Regions from separate parts of the Drosophila melanogaster genome. Here all the other regions are linked to region 2. The links are chromatin contacts, called in public Hi-C and HiChIP or PLAC-seq maps. All regions are on one chromosome and are shown on one strand. Each heading gives the region's core, a stretch centred on a gene start, on an enhancer-like site or on the middle of the called end of the contact. The rest is flanking DNA. Distances are from core to core; before and after follow the strand shown.

Evidence for each region. Hi-C and Micro-C count contacts between places; a contact is called where the count stands out from the background. HiChIP or PLAC-seq counts read pairs in DNA pulled down with a chosen protein or histone mark.
Region 1: a contact with region 2 is called in a Hi-C map of the Kc167 cell line, with 2.6 times the contacts expected there. The contact joins the promoter of lncRNA:CR44904 here to the promoter of lncRNA:CR44478 in region 2. A contact is called at or near these places in 1 of 107 Hi-C or Micro-C datasets (the Kc167 cell line) and 1 of 6 datasets of contacts at active chromatin or transcription factors (the Kc167 cell line).
Region 3: an H3K27ac HiChIP or PLAC-seq map of the Kc167 cell line shows a contact between it and region 2, with 9 times the contacts expected there. The contact joins the promoter of lncRNA:CR44409 here to the promoter of lncRNA:CR44478 in region 2. A contact is called at or near these places in 3 of 107 Hi-C or Micro-C datasets (the D17-c3 cell line, the Kc167 cell line and the S2 cell line) and 1 of 6 datasets of contacts at active chromatin or transcription factors (the Kc167 cell line).
Region 4: a Hi-C map of the Kc167 cell line shows a contact between it and region 2, with 2.5 times the contacts expected there. The contact joins the promoter of Polr1D here to the promoter of lncRNA:CR44478 in region 2. A contact is called at or near these places in 5 of 107 Hi-C or Micro-C datasets (the Kc167 cell line, the PNm cell line, the S2 cell line and 1 more).

Annotation. Positions count from the first base shown.
Region 1 is chr2L:18,794,440-18,797,501 of dm6, reverse strand. It overlaps lncRNA:CR44904 (long non-coding RNA:CR44904), which reads left to right and starts at 1,322. Exons shown (of 1, transcript NR_124370.1): 1 at 1,322-1,678.
Region 2 is chr2L:18,143,840-18,146,606 of dm6, reverse strand. It overlaps lncRNA:CR44478 (long non-coding RNA:CR44478), which reads right to left and starts at 1,509. Exons shown (of 1, transcript NR_124351.1): 1 at 1,108-1,509. All of the region lies in intron 1 of Socs36E (Suppressor of cytokine signaling at 36E), which reads left to right.
Region 3 is chr2L:17,427,840-17,430,965 of dm6, reverse strand. lncRNA:CR44409 (long non-coding RNA:CR44409) reads right to left here and starts at 1,260. Exons shown (of 1, transcript NR_124330.1): 1 at 809-1,260. All of the region lies in intron 1 of Dif (Dorsal-related immunity factor), which reads left to right.
Region 4 is chr2L:19,133,963-19,136,815 of dm6, reverse strand. Polr1D (RNA polymerase I and III subunit D) reads left to right here and starts at 1,583. Exons shown (of 3, transcript NM_001273634.1): 1 at 1,583-1,886. The coding sequence starts at 1,836. It overlaps brat (brain tumor), which reads right to left. Exons shown (of 5, transcript NM_001201913.2): 1 at 2,540-2,853.

The DNA of each region.
Region 1 (3,062 bases), core at 73-2,572, 650 kb before region 2:
ATAAATTATGACAAAATTTAAATAAATTTACAAGATACAGGAAAATAAAAAAAAAAATTCCTCCTTAAACTTTTTTTTGATTTTATACCACTGTCGCACTTCAGAATCAGTCTCTGTAAACGTAGAATCTGCACATGACTTAAACTGATTACCATGACGCAGATCACAAAAATGTCTTTAGTACCACACTTTTCGCCGTTGTTGCATGTAACTGAAAAGGGAATGTTGTCAACCATCGGTCCAAGTCCAATTACGGCTTTTACAGATGGATGCTGTGGTCAGGTCTGTCCTTCGTTGCCATCGCCCTTCGTTGATTTTGGCCCCCACTTGCCTGCCCTTTTCTCTTCTTGGGGCAACCCCGCAGCCATGGCTCATAACTTTTTCAGTTAATGAAGACATAAAACTCAGTGCCGCGGCTGCAACGGCAGCTGAAGGCAATAAACACAGCAGCAACATCAACAACAGCAGCAACAACCAGGAGTTGCCTCTTTTTTGCGGCAGGGTTCTTGTTTGTTTTGTATTTTTTTCGACTTTTGTTTATTTCTACAGTCACAAGAAAGTTGCGCTGCCGAGATATCGCCACTGAGTGATGAAGAGGAGTTATGGTCGGGTGGGGGTGTTTCGAAAAGGTGTTTAGCTCTGTGTCTGTGTGGATGTCTTGTTTCTACCTTCTTCGCTTTTACATATATACCTGTAATCGCCATTTTGTGTAAAGTTGCTGGTGCGCTGCAGCTGCGCCGCTGCTTCTGCCCACTGTCGCTATCAGCGCACATCAATGGACCAACGACAGTGTGGCGACACAATTTGGCGCACATTACGTATACGCAACGTGGGCCCAAGCGAAAGAGCAACGGCAACAGTTAAGCGAGCGGGATGGCCATACCTCATGAGATAGAGAGCGCTAAATGAGCAGCGACTGAGAGATATGATAACAGCAGCAGCAAAAGCAGCAACAACCGCAGCAGCAGCAGCAGCGACACGGCAGCAGCTTTGGCAGAGGCCACGCCCCCAATTGTCTGTTTCCTTGAGAGATATCTTTATGTATGTACGAGCATATGTTGCTGCCACAGTCAAGGACCTCTTGGAGGGCCTTTGTCCTTGGCTGGTAACCTCTTAACACACTTCATTAATCAAATGCCAGCAGCAACGAGAGAGCGCAACAAGCTACCGCTGCTCTGGCTCTTGCTCTCTTTTTTCCAAAGCTCCACCCCATATTAGAGCGCAAACGCGGCAAAAAGACTGGGGATGGGAGCGAGAGAGAGTGCTGCTGCTGCCGCGTCGATGCGACGCCAAAGTTTTCGCCGCTCAGTCGAAAGCGAGCGATGACAGACGAATGACAGTCGCTCTCTGGTTTCCCATCCCGCTCCTTCCCCACCCCCTCATACCTTTCCCCAAGCAGAGAGAGAGATAATGACAGAGAGATAAGGGAGACGACAGCGAAATGGCGACAACAACACCAACAACTCCATTCAATGCCCGCCAGTCAGAAACAAGCGTTTGGCTGTATTAGTGCGCGTGTGTGGGAATGTGTGTGTGTGCCCGTGTGTGAGTGGGTGGGTGGGTGTAAAAGCCTGCTGCCCGATTACCTCATACTGAAAACTGCATCTCCCACTATATACGAAATAAATGTTTATGTGTTTGTATGCACCCGATGTGTGTTTGTAATTTTCTGATAATTAAAAGTGCGCTGAAATTATTTCGTTTCGCCACTGGACACTCACTTCCATTTCTCCGCGTCCTGCTACGAAATTAATGAAAAACTCGCCACTGGGATAATGAAAAGGCTTCCCAAAAAACTTTTCCCTTATTTTATTAGTAAGCCTGCTGGGGGATATTAAAAATTAATGGACAATTATGAATGGTAATTGCTTATAGTTATAAAAAAATCTTTAAAAATATAATGGAGGGACTGCACTTTTATGTAGAGTAAATTACGATCAGTGTAAAATCAATTAAGCTTCATAACCTTAAGAACTCAAATCAAACCATACAAAATTTATTTCTTTACCTAATTCATTTACTTACTACTAATTCGTTTATTTATTTACTATTTAATACAACCACAACTTAATACTTACTTCTAATTCATTTATTTATTTACTACTTAATACTTACTTCTAACTCATTTACTACTGTATTTACTACTTAATACAACTACGAACTAACTTTGATTAACTGCGTGTAACTATACGTTAAAAAACATTTATTTCACAAAACAAAATATAAATGAGTAGTTCACTATTAATTACGCACTAGCCGTACTTACAATTGCATAATAGTTACTACTAACAACTTCAAGTCGATAAGAAATGTATTACTTACATGACTTAAGTGCGTCTTTAAGCATCCATGGGAACCAGAAGTTATCTCTGAGTGGGGCTCCCCTATATGAATACTACGCTAATGTCTTGTGATATAAACTCATCCGGTGGATGATTTAATTTCCTCGCGCCGTGCCCTATTGTACACTTTATAAAGCCAGATGATATAATGCATTCCTTGAGGCTTTTTCCGCCCCGCAAGTGGGCGACATTGAAATATTGTAATCGGCTAAGATCCCAACAAAGTTCTGCCGTCCAGTGGGCATGTACTTTGTAAATTTATATTTGTTTGCCAAGATCAAGTTCAGTGTAAAAATAGCACAACGGACCTATTTTCCTCAGCAAACCCTTCCCACCTCGCCCGGAAAAGCCCAACACTTGGCGCCCCAAATGACGTACAAAGAGTTAGATAAACAGCCATGAAAATTGCAATTATTAATAAGGCGCAGCGCATTTGGATGCCAAGATCCGTTTGGGCCAATTATACGTTCCATAAATCTGACCCAAACTGAACAGCAGCAACAACCGTTAAAGATTTGGACTTTGGCGAACAATCTTCGCATACGTTTACGAGATGGAACAAAAACAAATGTTTTTCCCTCGGCTGACTTACTTTTATTATGGCTTTGCCACCCACCCGATCTGCCTATTTGCCTCTCACTCTGCCTCTTCTTCTTCTGCTTGGTGGCCTCCTCTCTCTCTCTTTCTTCTCGAGTAACGCCCTCTCTTTCGTTGGGGCCT
Region 2 (2,767 bases), core at 260-2,759:
TACATAATACCAACAGTGGGACAGCCAGCTAAGCCATGGCTCAAATGTTGTTGGCCAAGTTAGCTGAGAAGGTTACAAAAACTCATTTCGAGTGCCGGGCTACAAATGGTTTTTTAATAACGGGCCTTGACGAAGGGGCGCGGCCCATGTACGAAAATTATTCACTTACAGATAATAAGATTGGATTTGAATTGTTTGCACTTTTGCACATGGAAAAAATCCCAGTACAAATTGGCAATTCTTGTACAAGTTCATAATTGCTACCCAACCTTTTTTCGCTGTTTATTTGAATATTCACTTCTTGAGTTGTAGACCTATGATACCCCTACATTATTTCAAGTTGTCCGAATGAGCGGGCTTCACAATTTTAAATTAATCTAAATTTGTCATTAATCCATTCATTCGGTTTACGCAAATCTTGTTTCGTATTTATATATTGTCTTTGACTATTTTTAGACACAACGTTTTGCCTACAAATCTGTTATAAATGCAAATAAAATTCACTTTTCTGCTTCACATTTGAATACATTCATATGTATGTATCTCCTCTTGAGTTCTGCAAGTTTTCTCCTACATTTCTGGGCAGTGAATCCCCCGTTCATTAGCAGTCCCTTATTAGCCATTCAAACCACTGCGCGTTGTTGGCTTTCTTTCGCCCATCGCCATCCGTCTCTGGCCGGCAACATTTATCAACATTTTTACCCCGAACAAGTTATGTATTAGATCATTATCCGCATTTGGATTTCTGACGAAATTTCGCATTGTCTGCAGCGGCGCAGAAAAACTTCAGCTGCCACCGCCGGTTGGCTCCGCGTGGCAACTGGCAACTGGCGCGCAGCGGCAGCAGCAGCGGCGGAGTGAAAGAAAAACAAAAGTAAAAAGGTAAAGAGGGAAAGTTCAGCTCGACGAGCCCTCCAAATACTCGGTAGGCAGAAATGCACGGGGCTGTGTGTAGTTTACTCGGGATTCGGTCCCTAGGACAGCCTGCTGCTACTCATTGTCTGGGTGACTCATGGAACGCCTTGTCCTACCTACGGATACCCTCGAGGTGCACTGAGCGAAAAGCCTTCGTTTTGGGTATTAGGATATCACATTAAAGCCATGCTTATCTTATTCCATTTTTATTAACTTGACAGAAGTAAATTTAGGGTTTGTTTGTTCACGTTTATCCTTTCTTATTGATATAATATATGGAATTTTCTCAGTGTAGTCGTCCATGCGGATCCAGTCCCTCTTGCCTGACCCGAGTTCAGTATCTCAGTATCTGCCGTTTCAGTTTTGTATTTCCATTGAAAAATTTTGTTAGCTGGCTGCCGTCTCATGCGGGTCTCTTGGAATCTGAAGTTGAATCTTGAGTTCAAGTCACTCTTTTTGTATTTCATCATAGTCGTAAATACACAGCAAACAGCAAAAGTTGACGGAGTCGCTGAGTCTTTCGATCGGGGGAAAAATGATAATAATTATCTGCGGTTAATGCGAACGATCGTGTCAAACGTTAGACAGAATGTATTGATTACTCACTCACTCACTCACCTGATCCAATCGTACGATTTGAATGCGATAAATTGCCTGTGGCACGTGCGGCATGGAGTCGTGCATGAAAAGTGAGAAGAAAAAAAGTATCTATGTATCTATAAGTGTGCAAATTACCGTTAGGCGGCCAACGGTGCATACAAATCGAATCGCTGGGGCCATTATGATCCATCGAACACCCTATAATTTCGACGCCAGTGGCGGCCGCACTCATACATATCGTTTTCCGGCTAAAACACTTAATTTATAATTTCTCGATTCTCGTTAAAAAGCTGCAATTTTTGACTGTTTACCGCTTGCGGGTCGCATTTCCGGGAAGCAACTTGAATATTTTCCCTTCCATTTTTGGGAAAAGTGGTGAGAATATATGCACTGTTAATTGCTTGAATTGTTCAACAAGGTTTCCCATTTCTGTGTTTGATTAGGCGCAAACATATGACGCGACTGTACGTACAAATGTATGCACATACATACATATGGATACTCACAGGCGACTCGTTAGGTGATTAACACAAGGGAATTCCACGGAAATCGTTCAGGGTTGATATCAGTCGCTAAGGTCGAACAACGTTCGATAAGTTTGAAGTGATAGACGCTCGTCTGCAATCATTGTTCCAGCGAATTTCCCCATTTGCGGCCCACCCAAATCAAGTCGTATTATATGGGCGAGGGAATTCTGCCAAACTCCCCACTACAATTGCCGCAGGATTCCCGGAATTGATAATCATTGTTTCCGCCCAAGTCCTGGCCGTAGTGTACGTACATACGTACACACATACTCGTTGATTACATTTTGCGGCCTTGTTTTTGGTAATTTTCAATTCATCGCCGCCATAAACAATCTTGACTAAGTTCACATAAACATCGCAATCTTAATCGTTAGCGCGAATACTGAGTTTATGGTCAAAATAAGGCGTATTTTATGGGCGAGTGCGTGCTTGGCAGCCTTTAAATATCGAACAGATAAGGGGAACTTGGAATAATAAAATATGTCCGATTTCTAATTAAGGCAATCTCGCATTTCCCTGAATTCGCAATTGATTGTTGCGCAGAATATTATCTTCTTCTGGGTCATTAAAATATGGATTCCTAAACCGCCTGTACTATGTATGTAGCATTTGAATTCAAAGAATCTAAACATAAGTTCAAGCCAGTTGTTAAGGTATCTATCAAAAGTATCTATATACTGATTAAATGTACTCAGTGTAAAAACCCAGGAAGTTACTGGATTCAT
Region 3 (3,126 bases), core at 11-2,510, 720 kb after region 2:
AAAGCCAATCAAGTGCTGCAAAGCCAAAAGCCAAAGACAAGGCAGACGGACAGGTTTTTTGTTATAGCTTAACGTTTTCTTCTCTTATGCTTCGCAAAAGTTTTGCCAATTCGTAGAGTGTTTTCTTTCCGCCAAGCTTTTCAAAATAGTGGGTTTTAGAAAAGGAAATTACACTTTAATTAAGTGTCTTATTACTGACCGTAGATATACATTTCTAGCAATTAAATCTACCTCTCTTTTATTCGCTTTTGTTTGTTTGCTTTATATATATATCAAAGTACCTTATCAAATATATAACTCGTCATTATAGAATTTAGTGCAATTTAGCAAGTATATATTGACTGCAGAAGAGCATTTGAATTCGCTGAACTAGGCTGAGTCATTTTTTTGTATCATGGCTTTTCTGCTACTCAAACATTTCGAGTTCGTCGGTAACTTGGCTGTTCGTGTTATTGATACGGCTCCCCTTCGTCCCCTTCCTTTGCTTATCACCATTATTCGTCAGCCGAATGTCTTGAATGTTAATGCACTACGCGCTTTGTTTCTTTACCTCTTTTGAGGGCGGCGCAGACCTTTCGACTTAATTCAATCACTGTGAAAAAGCTGTAGATCTGTTTTCTATTTCGCATTTTTTAACACTATTCACCTTATAATAAATTATTTTTTTTAAATTTACATGCTTCAGGCATCTGATAAAATATGCCTTTAAAGAAAATGTTAAAATTAATATTTTAATAAAATACTAAACCAACAAATGCAACAAAATCCACTTTAGATATTATTTGTCACTTAATTCAATAGGCCATTTAATATCCAGAAATCTATAATCTTTAAGTGTTTTTTGTTAAGATGTATGTGCTATTTGTTTCTCCCAGTGCATATTTGGTGGCCTTAAACTGGCGCTGGCTGAAGAGGAGCAATAAAAGCGGCAGCAACAACAAGTGGTTGCTCAACTATGCGCTCCGCCGTCAAGCCCCCTTCGCCCCCTTCCACCCCCTTCCACGATTTCTTTGGGGCTTGGCTTTGTTTTTCTGCATTCTCTCTTCCTCGCTCTCTCTCTCCCTCTCGTTCCCGCTCACGCGCGTGACCTTGAAGCGCAAATGTGCCAGAATTGCAGGGGGAGTTGTTTGGGCGGGGGTAGAGTCTTTGACTTCTCCCCCTTTTTTTCTTCTCTTCTTCTTCGGGGAGCTTAATAAAGAGTTGGAGATTTCTGTGACGTCTGATATGTTTACTGAAAGTGGCTACTACGTCATGGGGCATTTGTCATACATGTATGGCTAAAAGCACAATCGCAACTAAAATCCTTCTACAGTGATCCCTAGCCATAAAGAGCAAGAAATTTTAAAATAATAGAATAAAAGTGTGGATTACAATTGTAAATTTGATAATAACATGTTCAAAAAGTTATACAAATTGTCGTACTATATTTTCATCTATATCTAAATATTCATATTTGCTCAATAAATTGCTAAATAAATAAATATCTGTTTTCCTAACTTAAAATTTCTCAAACCCCAGAGCTGAAATAGTTTAGTTTATTTTTGCACGTCCTGAGGTATTCTTGGCTTTGTTGCAATCCTATATAGATGTAAATTGCGGCCGGGAAATTTGCTCCCAAAATGCATTTTGTCCGCAGACGAGCCCACGCTACATGAAAACTGTGTTTTTAGTTCGAAATTTTCGTGGGCTAGCAGAAATAAATTATACTATTTTCATTCATGCACAACAATAATGAAATATTTCCACCCGATTGGCAATGTTAACTGCAAATATTTTTCCCCTACGTGTTTGGTCTGCACTTGTGTTTATTTCAATGACTAAAATCTGTCTATGGAACAGAAGCCAAAAATTGAGTTAATAACTCAGTTCGACCTTAGACGTTGGCGAATCTTTTTTCGGTCTCATTTGGGAATTTTGTTGGCGTGAATTAGCAACGTTGTATGGATTTTATAATTTACATTTGCCGAGGGTCGAACTCGTTTCAGGTCTGTCAATTCCTGGGAAAATCAATAAAAACATTCAGCTGTCATACCTATATTAGATAAATAGATCTATTGTTATGCATCTGGCTAATAGTTGTCGATTTTTTTCGGCTTCTCATTCCAGAATGGCGAATGATTCACATAAAGAAAAACTTTTCCTCCTATCTGATCTTATAATAAACCTTTGATCTTGATTTGTCCAGAAACCTGTGCACTATTTTAAACGAATTTTTAATGAGAAAAGAGTTCATGTGAAATAACATCTTAGGTATTTTGAATTTTTATGATATTTCCAAACCATTCATAACAATAAATTTTCATTCCCAGCAAAAAGTACACATTTTTTTGTAAGGGAATCAATGTTTACTTATAGCCGAAAATCGAAATTGGAACACCTGCAGAGCGTTATAAAAATCTCAACACTTTTCCAAATCCACTTAAAAATCTATAACCATTTTTTCTGCTCGATGGCGTCATAGGAACGCACTTGAACACAAATACATTAGAGAGAACGAAACATTGAGTACGCACAACGGAAATGAAAATAAATAAAGGAAAAGTGAAGCAGTTTCGAAAATAAAAACAGATATTGGCACCCTCCGTCAGTTGCGATCAGCAACCATCATATCAGCAGCGGTAACTTTTTATCACGTATACGTATCACGTATACGTATCAAGTATACGAACCGAATGCATGCGATCGCAGAGAGCGAACAGCTGAGAATGGAGCCTGAGCTATCGAAGCCATTCCGAAGCTCTCTTGCAGCCGAGTGTGAAGCGAACCGCTCAGTTTCAATCTGAACTTGGCCGCCGACGGACGTGAAGCGCCGACTTGTTCACACATAGATATCCATACATATATATATACATATAGATGTACATATAACGCATATTGTGCAAGTCGCACGCGACTATATAGCTGCCAGTGTATTGGTTAATTATACGAAGCACGACAACTACAACGTAAACTACAGATGTGTGTATAAATCAATGTCCGCTCTAAACAGGCGGCTGCAGTGTCAATAGCAAAAATTAAACAAAACTCAAAAGTAAAATACATGAGCGGAGCAACAACGTCGCTTGTGGGAGCAACTTTTGTTTTTGTTTTCAATTTCTTCATAATTTTTTTGGCGCGCCTTTTGTG
Region 4 (2,853 bases), core at 334-2,833, 990 kb before region 2:
CTAAACTCGAACCTATTAATCAAATATTGCACTTTTCGGCTTAAAAATTTGTCCTGTTGTGTAGTTACTTTACTTGGTTTTTATGTTGATTTTGGGAATTCTAAAAATGCTTGCAGCTTCATCCTTCTGCGTCTCTGTCTCCTTCTCTTCTCCTCGATTCCCCCCACCCCCTATTCGTGGCCCGCATCGAATGCAGCAGATGACAGGTTTTCGCTCTCCTCCGCCCCCTGCTTTGCTGTGCTCTCCGGCTTTATGGCGCTCCCCACCTCCTTCGTGACTCGCTGCACAGGATGTTGGAATATCACGTCGTCGTGTCCGTGTTCCCGTCTGTTCCTTGTTCTCGTGCTCTTCGTCTTCGTCTTGTGCCATTGCCACTTCACCTTTTTTGTCTGCATTCGAGCTAAAGGGGCTCCCCTTTAGCCCCTTCTTCACCTCAGCTACTCCTTCCACTTCCTTTCGCTCCAAAACTGTCTGTGTATTTTATTTTATTTCGTTTCGTTTGGCTTTCGATGTCTGCAGCATCCTTGGAACTTTCTGGCACAGTGGGCCCAACAAAAATATTGCATGCACCATTGATAAATATAGATAAATGATCGAAAGAACACACCATTGCTATGTTTACTGACAGAATTATTTTCAAAAACTCGTTAAGCATTTATTAATTTACCAATAGAATCGGTAAAAACCTTAGTACCATTATACATAGAATTTTTGTTTTAAAATTCAATTTATAACCTGTCCTTGTCAAGTCAGCACACTGTGTCTACATCGTGGACAGGTATTTTGTACCTCAAGTGGATTATTTGCAATATTCATGGCACAAGGTGGAATATACACCACCCTTGGGAGGACTTAAAATTTCGGGCTCCCCCTCTTTTATAATTTATTTTCACGTGCGCAGCTATACACAAAAAATACTTTTGTATTTTGAATTAATATAATTTTAAAATGGTCTACCGTACTGCATCCTTTTTCTATGCGTTTATTACTTTCTACTAGTTTTCGTTTATTATACGTTGAAAAGATATATTACACACGAGGTGGTGAATTGTTTACGAATCAGCTTCGCGAGTAAATGCTAGGGAAGTTATTTTCTCTATGTACAGGCCATAGATCGCTGTTGCTATGTACATATGTATGTATGAATGTATATATTAGGTTGTGTTTACATACATATTTACATGGGCCCTCTGGATCGTATTCCCAGAACCATTTCGCACTTCTCTTTTTCGTATTCTCCCTTTTTGCCACGATCGTGACGGTTATATGCAGTTCCTTTGTTGTAACCACTACAAAGCCAAAATAATTGCAAACTCAAAAGAAACCCATAAAAGCAAGAATAGAGTTAGCCCAGGAGAGAGAGCAGCCACTTTTTTCGGCCAGGAGAGAGCAGCTGCCTCGCTCTCACTCACACACGAGCCACAAAAACGCCGGCTCTCAATACATACATATATACATACTTAAACTGCAGGCCATGTAAAAACAAAAACAACAAGGCAAAAGGGCGCCCAGCATAATGGGGGAAACGAAATGGAAGAGGAACGCAGCCTAGACTAAATTGCAACAACTGCAAATTGGGGGGAACGCATGGCGCCAAACGAAACGTGAGACAGACTCGCGCGCACTGCCATACATACACGAAAAGTGATTATTACAACACAAGCGCTGCGGCGCGTGGGCGCGAGGAGGGGGAACGCATGAGATAACGGAACATGCTGCCGCATTAGTCACCACCAAAGCACAACAGATGTGTGTACATGTGTGTGTGTCAGCTACCACCGAACAAATGAGTGCAAAGGAGTTAGCAGGATGCCGAGAAGGAAGCGGAGAGAGGAATGGCAAGGGGCAGGGGAGAAGAGCATAGCAACCAGTGGAAACAAAATACAGTGAGTATTGGCTAAGAGCTATTGGGTATCTTTGCAATAAAGTGTTGCATACCCTAGGGAGAAAAATATTTATAAAAATCTTATTGGATTAAAAAACCATACATATTAACGAAATTAAATAAAAAATATTTTTAAAATTTTACTGGAAACTACGTAAGATCATATTTGATTGTATTCAACCTTTTGGTTATATGCATATAAATCGTAAAGTACATGTTAAGAAACCGAATACTGTTATTCTCGTAATTGGTAATTGAAGATGCAGACTGCGAACGTGAATGCAAAGTGCCAATTAGGAAATTTAACAATTTGGAAATAAAAGTCTACATTATTGGCAATAACTAACGAAAAGCAGAACAGGAGGCACAGTAACGAACAAGATAAAGCTTTAGTTGAGCCTCTGAACTGGTATTTTTTAGCCATCACTTCCGCCTTCGCGGGCAACAGCGTCGACGGCACGGCGGCAGAGGCAGCTGCCTGTTTGCAGCTGTGTGCGTGCACAAAAATAAAAGGGCGCATGAATTTGCATAATTTTCGGAACCAGATGGGGGGCGTGGCCGTCAACAAAATTGAAATGACAACTCGAGCTTTTCAATACCGCTTATTTATGTATGCGATGTTATTAATAAGCACATGGTGGGCATTAAACAAACCTGTATTGCAGTCAATTCCTGATGGAAACGGCGAAAAAGCATGTAAAATGAATTGCCGATTCGTCGTTGTATGCGTTTTTCCCGAGTGTCGGTGTTTTTGGAGCAACTTCACGTTGAATGCATTGCGCAAATAATTATGTTTGCCGTTGCAGTTTTTTTGTTTTTGTTTTCTTCGCTCCGCTTCGCCTCTCTGCTTCTTTCCTTGCCGCCTTTTCTGCTGATGCTTTCAAACAAACCAACACTCACACACGTATGCAGAAGGCGGCTTGCAATTATGCTAATGCGGCTGTTTGCGACACTTTTTCTTCTTTTTT